Linked DNA regions of Triticum aestivum: region 1 is linked to region 2. A link is a contact called in public Hi-C data. All regions are on one chromosome and are shown on one strand. Each heading gives the region's core, a stretch centred on a gene start, on an enhancer-like site or on the middle of the called end of the contact. The rest is flanking DNA. Distances are from core to core; before and after follow the strand shown. Region 1 has its middle 72 kb from the start of LOC123164459. Region 2 holds the start of LOC123165043 (cytochrome P450 72A14).

The links. Hi-C and Micro-C count contacts between places; a contact is called where the count stands out from the background.
Region 1: a contact with region 2 is called in a Hi-C map of leaf, with 2.2 times the contacts expected there. The contact joins the enhancer-like site here to the promoter of LOC123165043 in region 2. A contact is called at or near these places in 2 of 5 Hi-C or Micro-C datasets (both in leaf).

Annotation. Positions count from the first base shown.
Region 1 is chr7D:616,884,979-616,892,561 of IWGSC CS RefSeq v2.1, reverse strand. No RefSeq gene overlaps it. Among protein-coding and RNA genes, the nearest start is that of LOC123164459, 72 kb to the right of the region's middle. Within about 2 kb of position 3,666, at least 7 of the 8 cell types and tissues checked have an H3K27ac peak or open chromatin away from gene starts, as enhancers often do. A contact at or near this core is called in leaf, where this site is marked.
Region 2 is chr7D:616,738,276-616,745,821 of IWGSC CS RefSeq v2.1, reverse strand. It overlaps LOC123165043 (cytochrome P450 72A14), which reads left to right and starts at 3,401. Exons shown (of 5, transcript XM_044582668.1): 1 at 3,401-3,821; 2 at 3,926-4,149; 3 at 4,237-4,481; 4 at 4,733-5,117; 5 at 5,208-5,828. The coding sequence starts at 3,530. The coding sequence ends at 5,633.

The sequences.
Region 1 (7,583 bases), core at 2,417-4,916, 150 kb before region 2:
AAAAACTTAATATAAATCAGTACAAACTATTGTTAACAATAGAAGCGGCATGCAATAGTCTTCACATTAAAGCGTACATGGGACTTGCGCAGCGGATGACTCGTCAGTCAAAAATCGATGCGATGACGGCTTCGAGACGGAAAGGCGGTAGCGCGGCTGGGAGAAGTGGAGGAGGCGGCGCGGCGGCCGTCCATCGTCGGAGGAGAGGGAGCTAGGGTGACGGCCGGTCAGATTGAGGTTTTTTTTGGCGCGAGTCCTCATTCGTTCCCCATTTAAGATGAAGGGTCATCGTTTGCCGAGTTTTGGATCCGGGGATAACGAGACCCACAGTCAGCAGTCAATTGCACGTGACTCGATGGCCCACATGCCAGAGTTTCCCAAGTTTTCTTGAGCCTCCACTCAGCAAAGTTGTGACCCATGGCATTCCGATTTTAAAAAATGAAAAGGAGAAAATGTTTACCCAGTGTCGTCCAGCCAAAACTCGCAAACTGTGACCCCTGGAATTCCTTTAAAAAATGAAAAAGAGAAAATGTTTATCGAGTCTCCGTTAGCAGAAACTCAGTATAGAAAGACCCCCGTCACAGCTCCGTCGCCTGCTCTATAGCAGGGCCCATCTGTCAGACTTTGCCGAGTGTTTTTTTGTCGGGAACTCGGCGTACTTGAGATTCTGTTTGCCAAATCGTTTTTCGTTGAACTCGGCAAAATATGAAGTCTGCTGAGTTGTTTTTCATTGCCGAGTCCAATTTTGAATCAAACTCGGCAGATATAAACTTTGCCGACTTCCCGATAGAATGAACTCGCAAAGTTTTGAAACTCAGCACAAAACCAGATTCTAGTAATGAACTCTTCTACTCCCCAAGAAACTCTGGTACACCTACTTGGGAGTCCCCCGAGGATGAGGGATATGATGATACTAGTGATAACGCACTGCTTATTGATTCTATGGCTCAAGAGCATGCCATTGCTGAAGCTAACAGTTATCCTAGTAAATGGGCATTCTGGTGCAAGAGAAACAATGCTCCCGAATCACTGAATGTGTAAGTTCTGTTGTGATTTTACCTGATCATAAAACTGAAGATTGTTGTGCTATAGCCAGTGTGAATAAAAACGCTTATGTTCATGTTGTAAAACATTCTCCTCAGGATATGGTCTGCAGAAGAGCCATGACTCTGTTATTCAAGTTACTAGCACCTACTTTGGTCTAGTCCCCTGAGTCGTCCATGGAGAATGATGTTGAGGCATAAGATTCTCAGGTCAATCTGAGAATAGATTCTTCTACCTTTGTTTGATGTGCTGCGCCTCCGATGATATGTTTCTACACACTAGCGGTCCTCATTACTCATCCTAATTTTTGCAAAAATTCTATGCCCCCCTTGCGTGGTTACTTTTGTTTCTTTCACCCTAGATTCGCATAAGATACTCGTGTTGATTCAAGAATATATTCCATTAACTTTGTTTGATGCACGGCCTATGAATAAAGTTGTACGCGACAGTGGTACTCATTACTTGTCCCGCAGGAATCCTATTTCCTTCGTAGTACAATTTGGCATCTACGTACCTATATGTTTCGAGTGATGCTCTCAGGCTGTTGGGCTGGTTCTAGAAGTTGAGCAATTCAATTTTCTGCAATGCTATTTGCCAATGTCAATGTGTTGCCATTTCTTATATCCTTATTGAAACTTGCTACTTGGCCTTCCTTATTCCAAGAAGGACTTAGGAATTGATGTGGTGTGCTAGAGTTATTTCATAACGTAGGTTCACTAATTGGTTTTCACCGTTTGGCTTTAAATTGATGTGGTGTGCTAGAGTACTATTTAATCTAGCAGACTATCACCGATTGGCTTTCAATTGATGGTGTGACATTTTCTTTCGGTGTGGACTGCAAGGTCAATCTGTGCAGGTTTGCCGGGGAAGTGAAGCTCATCATGCACTTTGATGTTTCAGCAATGGTGAGTGAGAGACCGATCACTGGTCTTTGTTTCATTGTTCGCGTTGATGTGCCATTGCCTCCTCAACAGCCATACCCCACCAGGCATGTCGCCCTCCTACAAGTCACGCGCCACAGCCATATGGAGTTATGGACAACCCTACACGCCGCAGGCGTACGGACAACCGTACCCACCGCAGCCATATGGGCAACAACCGTACCAGCCACAGCCATATGGGTAACCCTACCCACAACCTTCAGCAGCACAATCCCCTTATTCACCTGGTAAGATCTTGATGAGCTTAGATAAATCCATCCTTTTTCATGAGTCTAATCAGGTGAATCTTATGCAGCGCCGTACCCTGGAGCTTATCCACCGTGGCCATATTGATACACCCAGCTTCAGTGGCCTGACGTGGCGGCACCGAAACGAAGAAATAATGATCAGTTGTGGCTGCTGAGCTTTTTCAAAGGGCAGCACTAGGCGCCGGCGCACCGGCCCAATGTTCGGCCGGTCGCCTAGCAGCCGTCGGATTGGCACCATCTGAATCGTTCTGATCTTATCTTCTTCCCCCGTCTGAAAACGATTCCCCACCTCCCCAGCGAAGCTTCCTTCCCACGCGCATGGCAGACGCCGCCTGAAAAGTACCTTGTGTCCTGCAGCTTGTAACACCTCAGGTGCTCGCCTGTCGTAGCAAATCACGGTGCACGACCCGTTGCCGAGCTCGCCGCGCCCACACTCAAGGTGGTTGTTGGAGGCTGTCGTTGTACTTGATCTGTCCCCGTAGGAAGAACTTGTCTTGTAGCCTTGCAGCTCCACCTCCCATGACGAGCCCCGTCGAAGTAATCATCGACGCCAGTCATAAGCGAAAAACGACAGCAGATGCAGCAAAACATCGTCCCTGCCATCACAGGTCGGGGTCATCGTCATGAATGGTTGCAGCATATGTCAACGCTGGTTGTAGCAAAACTCGACGGCGGATGCAGCAAAAATGTCATCGCCGCCGTCGCGGGTTAAGCCGAGACATGAATGGTTGAAGCTTTTTTTATTGTCGGATGTAGCTTTTTTCATCAACAATTGCAGCTTCGTCGTCATCCATAACTTCCATCGTCTATTGTTGAAACTTTTTTCGTCTCTGGTTGAAGCTTTTCTAGTCGCCCGTTGAAGCTTTCGTGTTTGCGCAGTGCCAACACCCCAAAAATTTGTTGCCTTCGATTGAAGCTTTGGGTGACGCTGGTTGTATCATTTTTTGTTGCCGGTTCCAACACACCAGATAGCTAGTTCCACCAGACCACCTGGCCGGTAGAAGCATCACCATGTGCTAGTTCTAGCGCGGGCGCACGCCGGGGTTACACGCCTCGGTTCCAGCATCCCCGCATGCCGGTTCCAACACGAGTGCATGACGGTTGTAGTACCACGTCGTCTCAGTCGTAGTAGCACGTGACGCCGGTCGCATCACCGTCTCGCCATGGTTGTAGCACATCCCACGCCGTCGACGAGATTGCGGTTGTAGCAACATCGAGGTCTAGCCACCAAGACCGAGAGGAGATTGGCGGCGAGCGTCATCGTGCAATCGACGACCAGCGACGCGTCCTTGTAGCAGCCTCATGGTAGTTTTGTTGCCATGGGAGGAAAGGATGGAAGCAAAAGCTCGCAGGGTGGAGGCTAGGCTAGAGCGATTGGGGATGGCAAAGGTAGAAGAAAGAGTAAAGACAGCGATGTTCTGGAGATAAGATTTGTGTGGCCCAAAACAGTCGGTGCAAAGAGATAGGGAAAAGGAAGAGGCAGCGCGTGGGCCAAGGCACGTGGCTGCGCGGGCGAGTGAGCCGGGGCGTCCGTATCCAAACGTTTTCCTTTTTCAAATCGATCACAAGCCTACTGAAGGCGTGTTAGATAACTGAAACAACATGTAAATCGCCTCCTTTTGCGTGAGTGTTGTGAAACAGCCTAGCACAATTATCAGAAACGTTTACTCTCTCCAGTAGACACTATATTTGTAGCTTGCAGGCCGCCATGATGAAGTTAGTTCTATATTGTGGTTTTGCCAAAATGGCGATGCTCCTTGCTTCTGTTTGGGGGTCATTATAGACTGTTCTACCTATAAGTCTGTAACATATAGTGCTAACTGCTCGAACGTCAGCGAATGCATGGCAGCTGCAGAAGGCCGCAACACCTGAAACCTGGGAGTGTTTTTGTGATGCTCAATAAATTTGCCTTGTTTGATGTACCCATGATGTGTGGTGGATTGGATTAAATGTGGTTTTGTTGATTGGCTACAAAGGTTGCTGTATTTTTGTTTCTGATAGTGTTTTGTGACGCTCAAAGCACTTGCTTGGTTTGATATGAGATTCATGTGGATTCGCCAATCCCAAGATTGCCCGTGCTGATTTTCTTTGTTCCGCTCTTCAGGCCTGTTAAAAAGTTCAGATTTTAGTTGATCTACGTGGGTTTGTGGATCGACTGCGAAGGTCGCATCATCTTGTCTAAATTTTTTTTTGATGCTCTTTATTTGATTTGTATACCCTTGATGTCTCGCCAACAGACGAATGAGATTTGTACGGATTTGCCATTCCCGAGATACTTGAGCTGATACCTGAATTCCACCACTCTTGTTAATAACCTGTTAAAATTTCAAAATTTGGTTAATCTCTCTGCGGGGTTTGGAGGCTTATTTGTGTATATAGATGGCCTGTGATGGGTGTTTTAGTGCAGGTCATTCTAGAGTGTGTTTGCAGGGCTTTCATCATTCTGGAGATCTTACACGGGCAAGCAAATCAGTAGGGCTTTTCTTTCTCTTTCCCTAGAAAATCAGTGGTTAATTATTGCTGTGTTCATTGATTAGCTATCGAAACCTTTTTCTGGATAAGACCACAACACGTATGTTTGTTAGTACCTGAAACCTTTTTCTGGATAAGACCATAACCTGTGTGCATGTGGCGGCGATCCAAAGCATAGTGATATTGGATATTACTTCCAATATTACAGATAGCAAAGTAGTGAGGTTAGCAGTGTTTCCGCAGGGCTTTCATCATTCTGGAGTTCAATCTTACAAGAGCTATCATACCTGAATTTCTTTTCTCTTTTTCCGCTTGGCGAGAAGATCGATCAGTAGTCAACTATTGTTATTCTCTTCTTTTGCGAAGGTAATAGTGTTTTATTCCAGGATTATAGAGTTACAGTCAATAGGCAAGAATTCCTCAGTACATAATACATGGGGGCCGTCTATGTAGCTGCACAGTTCTTTGCTTTCAGTGCATCATTACAATGTAACAGAAATCTATAAGCACCAAAGATGATCGTTCCATCATGGTGTCATACTATCATACCAGGCGCCACCATACCATCACTCTCCAAAAACGCCCCATCTACCGACAGTGCCACCTGGTCCCTAGGTGGTGGAATCCAGGCCAAAGAACTTGTTGCCTTCATCGGTTTTGGCCTTTCAGGTTCCAACACAAACAACAGTTTATCCTTTAAATGTCGTCCGTCTAGTGTCTGTTAGCTGAATCAAGCGACTGCGAGTAGCTCCAAAGAAACTCTACGGAAATTTCAAGAGGAGGTTTTTTCCGGATAAAAGACCAGAGCACATATCTTGTTTAGTGCATGGGTCTATGGGAGGAACCTGAGCTTTAACAGTGCAAGGTTTTGCTGATAATCAAATTGTGTTAAGCTTCCAAGATTAATGATCATGATGATTCCACATGAACTTACTACTTTGCTCCTCGCTTTTCGTGATGCCAACTTCCATCCTCGTCCCTCACTCACAATATTAGTCTTCCCTTCCCACATGTGCCCAAAAATTAGTGCACTCCTTCTTAGGGATTGGAATTGGGAGGGACTATGCACGGTTGAGCATGAACAAGCAACATGTAAGAGGTTAATTAATGGGGATGGATTGGGGAAGGTGACTATTAAGAAAGGCGAGGTGGCAGGATGGGAGACCGAAAGGATGACACAACGGTACATATGTGTTTTTTGACAACAGTTTTGGGACTTGATGGAGTAGGATAAGAGAAGCTCTACCTGTCCGTGCCAATCCCGACATCAAGGCCATTGCCTCTCTTTGGTACATCTTAGTATGGGACCCAAGTTTAGTTGTGTTCTTTCTATTAACTCCCACCACTAGTCATTAACGGGTAGCAACTTTTGAAATATAAATATTGTAAGTATTGAATGATGACAAAAATTTAGGAATTACGATTATAGGAAAAAACATCCGCAAGACAAATCGCTGAAGGAACTCTTTTGGGAGGACTTATATGGAAGAAAATATTCTCATTTGTCTATTGCCCACCCTGGTATGCCAGTCAAGCTCGATGGCATTCGCATGCGGTTGTCTGAGAAGGGGGCATGTAATTTCAAAGATAATCTGACACTTCAAGTTGATTTCACATTAGTTTTTTAATTATTTATGTGGGAGGTCATAAGGAGCCTCCAATAAGTATAATAAATGTTTATTGATTATATAATACATAATTTAAGGCATTTAGACGGCAGACAGATAGATGACCGTTTGTTATTCAAGACAAGCATCCATTTCAAAAGGGTGCATCTAGGCACTACCGTCAAATCTCTATATTTTGTGAATGATGTGATAATAATTGTATCCATGAATATGTCTAAATCATCCACTCGTCTCCATGGAAATTGGGTATCAAACCATGGTTTTGTTGGTATTTCTGGTGATGATACATAACAGGTGGTTCTATACTTGGTTGGATACACGAGTAGGAAGGGCAACCTCGTATGAGGATATAAATACAACATGTTGGTGTTGTTTGGTCCATTTGTCATAGGAAGCCTGCAAACTCAAATGGGCCAAGTGCAGATATTGCTCTCGTGGGTGTGTCTTTTTCCCGATGTGATTGATGTTGGGGGGGGGGGGGGGGGGGATATGGTCCCGAGCAATCTCAAACGTCAAGCTACATGTGAAGATCATGTGAATAGTGGTGATGTGCCAAGGGATACTGTATATGGCACTGTGCATACTAGTCATTCTCTTTCTTGCTTCGGAGATCACTGGCCCTTAGTTGTGGGCTCGTAGATAAGAGTGGGGATGAAATCCATTGATCTCTACTAAGAACTAGCCTATGAAACATTCTTGCATGCAGATCTATTGGAAACTAAAAATAAGATGGGCATTGTCACCTTTGTTGTGGACTTCCTAAAACCCACAGCCTCCCGAGACAAGAAACATACATGTGTTTGAATATTGGACTCCTTTTTTTAAGAAGCACAAAACTTCCGGCTGCAATGACACGGACTTTATCTCTCTAATCACCACCTCCACCAAAGCGGTGTGACCAGAATGACAAGCATGTCGGCCTAGATAGTCAAGGAAGATGCAAATATTATGCTATTCGATGCAATGGTCATCACTCGTATTGCTTTGTATCTACATATTGTCGGTATCTATGCAACCATCCACACTAAAAAAACATTTCCATGATGACATATGTTTGTCACAGTAGGTTACGTTTTCTATCATATATGTACATCCATGACGATTTTATAACAGAATCAAGATAGTCATACATGTGCTGTCGTGACATTTCCTTTCTCTAAGGGCCCATGTTATCTTTTCTCCTTTCTAAGGGCCCATTTACTTTTGGGCTCATTTCCAGCACTCGATTACTTACGGTCCATTACTGCCCT
Region 2 (7,546 bases), core at 2,152-4,651:
GTTTAAACCTCCTCAGACGACGCCGTCCGGCCACTGCCACAACCAATAAGGTCTAGGGCAGTGCAAACCAGCATCATACTAGCCAGGTCCATGGTGCCTTCGGCCTTTTGCCGGAGTGGACGACCACCATGGCCACCACCTTCGAAGGCACAGCGTGGGCGACAGGCACGACATCCGTCGCTTGGCCTACACCGTAGCACGCCGCGCCCTTGCGCCAAAGAGACACCCCAGGAGCATCGCCGATATGGCATGAGAGTGCTCCATAGGTTGGTTCATGGACCTCATGCCCGCCTGCACCCCTGCCACTTGATGCTCCTGACTGCTAGGGAAGGGAAGGAAAGACGTGCACCCGTTGCTGCGAGGCCGCCACCCAACCAAAATCCCTCGTCGTCGCTGCAATTTCCACCTTCATGGCGTCCAATCGTTGCTCGTACGCCGCCAAATACTGCCTAAACGCCACGGGTATGGAGCCCCGCCGCCGCCGTCGACCACACGGGCAAGCCCGACGGCGCTGACCGGCGGCGGCGAGGAGAGGACGCACGAGAAGGATGGGTGGGAAAAGGGGATCAGATCGCCGCCCGAGTCGCCCAGAGGACGACGCAAGGAGTAGATGCTACATAGGTCATACTAGCAAACATGCTCGTGACTGCGTTGCGCGAGTCGGGAGTGTTTTGGTGAGAGCGGAGGCCGCTCTCGCCAAACTTGAGGTGGTGCCGGATGTGTCTTCGCTGCTTGAGCTTCAGATTGGGGTTGCCCCTGATTTGTCCCCGTCCCCTGAGATCCTGGTTGGTTCTGCCGATGGGGAAGTAGGCATGTATGGAGATCTCTCCCCTCGTGCTACATCTTGTCAGTTGCCGTTGCCCATTGTGTCGATTGCTTCTGGGAGTGAAGCGGTCGTCGAGGTCGTGGTTCCGGTGTTGCAGATTATGCCTGAGCTGCAGAAGCTTTGTGGGGAGCCCACTTCGCCTATTTCGATGGTGCTTCCTAAGGAGATGGGGTCGCTTGGAGGGGACTTGGCGATGCCGACTGCGACCTCACTGTTGTCGTTGGAGCCCAGTCAGCCACTCGTCTATGTGGAGGATGGAGGTTAGGACGTTGCTATTGCTCTCTCACCTGAGGTTGTTGCCCAGGTGGCATCCGTGGGTGCCGAGGTTGATGACATAGGTGCTTTGGCAGCTACTTCTGAGGCGCTGAAGCCCATTCGGTCGCCCATCTTTGACCGTGACGCTATGTTGGCACGTATTGACGAGGTGGTCTTTGTGAAAAAGCTTGACCGTTTGCTCGCCTCCTTGGAGGCAACTTGTCCTGGGTCTCGCAATGTGATTGCTTGCCTCCTAGTGGATGAGGTTTCTACAGGCAAAATAAAGAAGTTGAAGAAGGCTCACAGGAGCATAGGCAAGAAGAGTGGCGCCATTGATATGGTGTCTGCGGCTGCTTAATGGAGGATACTCAGTCTCTTCGTTCTCCATCTCCGAGTGGCTCGTCTCCGTGGATTTCTTGGCGTCTGATGTATTCAACATTGATTTTGTTGAGGGTTTCTTTGCGACATAGAAGTGCCAGGGTTTGTGGTTGTTGCGTGTTATGTATGTTTGTCGGGTTGACCGTGAGGTCATGGAGTTTCTTTCTTAGCGAGTAGTCCGCATGTGATCTATATGTATCAGTTTACGCCCGGTTTTCCGTTAATTAACCGGGCAATTCTCTTCTTCTTAATTAATCGATGAGGCAAATCTTTTGCCTCCGTTTCGAAAATAATAATTCAAAAGAAGCGAATTTAATGAGGTTTTCAAACAGACAAGGTCAAATTTAACGAGGTTTATTTAGGTCGATCCTAAAAGTTTAAGAATACTCTAAACATGAATGCTTCTGCCCCCAAATATGGAACGAGGCGCCAAAAGAGCCTCTCGTCACCCGAAACCGCGCGATACCAATGTTTGGTGGAAGGAAATTACTGTCCAAACTCTGACCCATGAAACCTATCGGCCCAATGTCCAGAGGTCTAAACCGGGGTAGGTTTGTAACTTCATCGAGACGCCAGACAACCGCCTCTGAAAAATATTCATACACCATGGACGCCTAAACAACCATGCGCTGGCCGAAATCGCTCCCACCCACAATTTGGGACACCTAAGATTACCGTCCTATTTATCCGTCTCACCACTCTCCCCCCTTCCCCCTCTCCAAAACCTAGCCGCCCGCACACCCGCTGCCGTCGCGCCGCCGTCGTCGCTAGAGTTCGCCCTAACCCCCATCCTCGACCTCACATCGCCCATTGTTTCCTCCCCACCCCCTTGGCACTCGGTAGGACGAGCGCTGGAAGCTCGCGGGTCGCCTCCCTTCTCCTCCTCCCCATCGGGACCGGGCAAGAGGATGAGCGCCCACCCTCGCGACGGCCTCAACGGGAGAAGGGTTGTCGCCGTCACTGCCGACGAGGACATCTACTGCCCTGTTATTGCCACTGCATGTTGCTCGTATATAGGCAAGGTCTCTACAGCACGGTACAAGACCCGACTGCACGGCAAGGTCTCTACAACACGGTTCATTTTAAAAAAAGGCAACCCCTAACATGATGGGGCGGCCTAAATACAAAGAATATGGCACACAGGAAGTCATGCAAGAAGCCCTAGAATATATATATTTTTCTACTTTTATTTTTGATTTTTCAAATTCACAAATATCTATTGAATCACGAACGTATTTATATATGCGCTAATATTTTCTTAAATCGGTGAACACTTTGCAAACATTTTTTGAATTTTATGAACATTTTAAAATTGATGAACAGTTTTTGGATTTTATGAACATTTTTAGGATTTGGAAACATTTTATAAAATCATGGAAGCTTTGTGAACATTTTGTCAAATTCGCAATTATTTTTTGACCCACGAGCATTTTTTCAGTTGTGCGGATACATTTTCGAATTTCATGAATGTTTTCTAAATCCGTGATCGATTTTTGAAATTCATGAACACTTTTGACTTCATTCAATTATTTTAAAATTCATGATTTTTTTTTTTGATTTTCAGCACGCCATTTTGGAAGCCTCCGTAGGGAGGAAACGTGCTTTGCCTATGCCGCGCCGTCTGACAACGAAAAGGGCCGAATAAGCGATGGAAATCGGCGCAGCCGTTGAACGGACTTTTAGCCTCGAGCGCACGTGTACGATGGCGGGCGGATCCCGAGAGTTCACGGCGGCGTGCGTGCGTGCACTGCACGTGGACTTCCACGTCGTGCTCATGGCCTTTGGCTCCGTCCGCCGTGCCCGGGCGGCGCGATGAGAGAGACACCATCAATCAAATCAGCCGACGGCTCCGGCTAAGATAAGGTTGATCCATTCCAGCATACTTTTGCCCGACAACTTGTCCACCTGCAGCTAGCAGGCCCAGAAAAATCAACCCGCCACCCAAGTCTCATCTTAGTCTTCTCACCTGCCGTGTCCCGCCGGTGCACAGACACCATTTTTGGAGCTGCCCATATACAAAGACTGAGCGAGAGAGACGGGTTCATTCATCGCACTCTCACAACACACAACATGGACACTCTTGGCTCACCACCATGGAGCTTGCTCTGCGCTCTCGGTGCCCTGCTGGCCGCGCTGTGGTGCGCCGGCCGGGCGCTGACCGGCGCCTGGCTCCGCCCGCGGAGGCTGGCCCGGGCCCTGCGGTCCCAGGGCGTCAGCGGCACGCAGTACCGCTTCCCCTCCGGCGACATGAAGGAGTACGTGCGGCTCATCGCGGCGGCGTGCTCCCAGCCCATGCCGCTGTCCTTGCACGCCGTCGCCGCCCGCGCGGTGCCGTTCGACCATGCCATCATCAAGCAACACGGTAATTGACTAGCATCCCCTCTCAATTAGGCTCCTGTACGCCATGCGGTGATTGATCACCGTAATTTTGGCAAAGTACATGAGAGATCGCCGGGATTTTTGCAGGCAAAGTTGCTCTGACATGGTTCGGCCCGGAGCCGAGGGTGGTGGTGAGCGATCCTCAGCTGTTCCGGGAGATCCTGTCGAACAAGCAGGGCCAGTTCGGGAAGCAGAGGTCTATCCTTCGGATCGAGCGGCTCTTGGCCAACGGCCTGACGACCCACCAGGGCGACAAGTGGGTCGCCCACCGGAGGATCATCAACCACGCCTTCCATCTCGAGAAGCTCAAGGTGCATGCCAACCATGTCTCCCACCTGACTGAACTCATCAACCCACACGCATATACTTTGCAGGCTAATTGGGATTGAATTTTGCAGAGGATGTTACCGGCTTTCGCAGAGTGTTCTAGTGAACTTGTGCGAAGATGGGGAGACTCCATGGGGCAAAGTGATGTGCAGGAGATAGATGTGTGGCCAGAGTTTCAGAACCTCACAGGGGACGTCATCTCCCGAGTAGCGTTCGGGAGCAGCTTCGGTGAAGGGAGAAAGATCTTCCAGTTGCAGTCAGAGCAGGCGCAAAATGCTGTCAAGATGGCAAACGTGATGTACATCCCCGGTTACAGGTGAGCTCATACTTCCAGCCAATGCAATTACGCTTGTGCATCTCCATATTAATTTCTAGCATCGCGCATCAGAACAATATGCTCACAACCAGTAGTCCGGTACAGATATCTGAAATAGATACATATTGTTTGTGTTGTTCAGGCCTCTGCAAATAAATAGATATCCACTCAGTCCAGTCCACAGAATAGAGAGGATGCTGGCCTGAATCACAAAACATAGTGGCCTGCAATTTGATAACATTCCTATGCAGGTTCCTGCCAACAAAGCTCAATACAAGGATGAAGGCAAATGCCCGGGAGGTCGAACTACTCCTGAAAGGCGTAATCACGAAGAGGGAGAGGGCGATGAAGGATGGCCATGCCGACAACGACGATCTACTAGGCGTGATGATGGAGTCCAACATAGAAGAAAGCCAGGAAGCCGGAAGCTCCATGCCGACGATGACCACCGACGACATAGTAGGGGAGCTGAAGCTCTTCTATTTCGCGGGCATGGAGACAACCGCGGTGCTGCTCACGTGGGCAATGGTCCTGCTAAGCATGCATCCCGAGTGGCAGGACCGCGCGAGGGAGGAGGTTCTCCGCGTCTTTGGAAAGAACCAGCCGGATTCCGAGGGCATAAACCGGCTGAAAGTCGTGAGTAAATTAATTACAGGAGAGCCATTGATATACAATTTCTCATCCGAGAGGTTGCTCTGATCATGTCCATCTTCTCTGTCGGTGCAGGTGACGATGATACTATATGAGGTTCTTAGGCTATACCCACCGATTCTGCTACTTGGTCGGGAGGCGTATAAAGAAACAGAGCTGGGAGGCGTCACATATCCAGCCGGCGTAACATTTGCGCTGCCAATTGTGTGCATTCACCATGATCCAGATGTGTGGGGAGAAGATGTCGTTGAATTCAAGCCGGAGAGGTTTGCAGAGGGCATCGCCGGCGCATCCAAGAACTCGCCGGCGTTCTTTCCGTTTGGCTGGGGACCGCGGATTTGTGTCGGGCAGAACTTTGCATTGCTTGAGGCCAAGATGGGATTGAGCGTGATTCTGCAACACTTCATGTTTGAGCTCTCACCATCTTACACGCATTCGCCTTGCCCGGTCTCCACTCTACAACCCCAACACGGTTCGCAGATTAAGCTCACCAAACTCTAAGAATTAGCAGCTGTTACTAATTAGCATCCGGACTCCGGACAACCATGGACATTGAGAATAGTCAGGGATTAGGGTGGTGATCCTGGGAGAGATGTATGTAGTATTATGGATCCTGATGTTTACATCGAAGGCGACATGCACCTATCTCATAAATATATATTTTCAATAAAGTGTAATATGTCAATGTCAAACTCATCACTGGTGGAGCTACATCAGTACCGGGGCTGGAACAAAAATGAAAATTACTAGAGTATGTGGGAAGATCACATGAACGATCCCAAATTAATCATATAAGAATAGCTAAAAAAAGCGCCAATATATGTGCCGATGCTACCACTCCAACCTGCTGTTGTTACTTGACTCAAAATCAGTTATACTTGCTGTTGCACGTAGCTTAATAATTTGTTGGTTGTACGTGCTATTTGCCAACCTGCTATTGCAATACCCGTTGATTGGTGAACAACTTACAATTTCCTCATCAACTTTCAAAAGAAATCATGGTTTGATCAAGTTTGGGTCGGGAAAACCAGGTGGGCGGCCATGCACGGCCTTGTGTCAGGACCGAACTATAATTCAGATCACAGACTAGGGATTTGAGGGAAGAAATGGGGAAAACTCGCCCAGATCTGGGAGGTGTTTGTATTAGCTGTATGTTTACTTAGCCATCACGGCAAATTCAATGGAAGATTCGATACTTTGGCCAGCCACAACCCGGCTGCCTTTATAGGTGGCAAGCGCTCCCGGCAATAGGTGGAAAGTAACAGTAACTAACTAAAACGGTACAGTAGACATCTAACGGTCGACGACGAACGGTAAAGTGAGGCGCGATCTCAACCCTCCATCTACTGAATCGTTATCTGTTATAACAGCTAGCACTAACTGAAGAAGTAACACCATACGCTGCAGTCCTGGCATTGCTCCCTCCTTGAGTGTCGACGTGTCCTCACGGCGTTGCCGCTGCTGCTCGCCATGCACGAGTAGTGGTGCTGAAGAACTCCGGGAACATGTATTTGATGAAGTCCACATCTTCCCAGGTTGCATCTTCAGGAGGCAGGTTTATCCACCGTATAAGCCACTGTACAACTGGCAGGTTCTGTCGTGGAACTTGACGAACCTCCAGCACTTCCTCAGGACCTGTTTTGATTGTCCCATCCGGATTGACCAGTGGTAAGTTAGGGTCAGGTATAGATTTGTCCCCAATGTGTTTCTTCAACTGGCTCACATGAAACACTGGGTGGATTTGCACATCTCGTGGTAACTGCAACTTGTAAGCAGCTTTGCCCACTTTCTGAAGCACCAAAAATGGTCCATAGAATCTGTTTTGAAGTTTCAGTGCTCCTCTGAACCCAAACACAGCCAATCTATAAGGAGCCATCTTTAGATAAACTGGATCTCCCACTTGAAAGCTCCTTTCCACCCTCTTTAGTATCTGCATATTTCTTCATCCTGTTTTGTGCCACCACCAAGTTATCTTTGAGTTGTTGCAATATCTGTTGCTTGGCAGTTAAGAAATCTTGTGCTTCTTCATCATCAGGCCCAAGTATTGCTAGCTCTGAGATGAGGGGTGGGGGAAATCCATAGAGAGCTTGAAATGGGGACATCTTAATGGCTGTATGGTAAGTTGAATTATACCAGAATTCTGCTAGAGATAGCCATGATAGCTACTTGGTTGGAGCAGATGTAGTCATGCATCGTAAATAAGTCTCCAAACACTGATTTACATGTTCTGTTTGGCCATCTGTTTGTGGGTGATAAGCAGTACTGTACCTTAATTCCACATTAAGCGCAGAGAAAATATTTTTCCAAAGTTGACTGGTGAATATTCTGTCCCTGTCAGAGATAATCAGTTTTGGGGGGCCATGCAACTTAATGATGTTATCCACAAAAGACTGAGCTACACTGAGCACTGAATA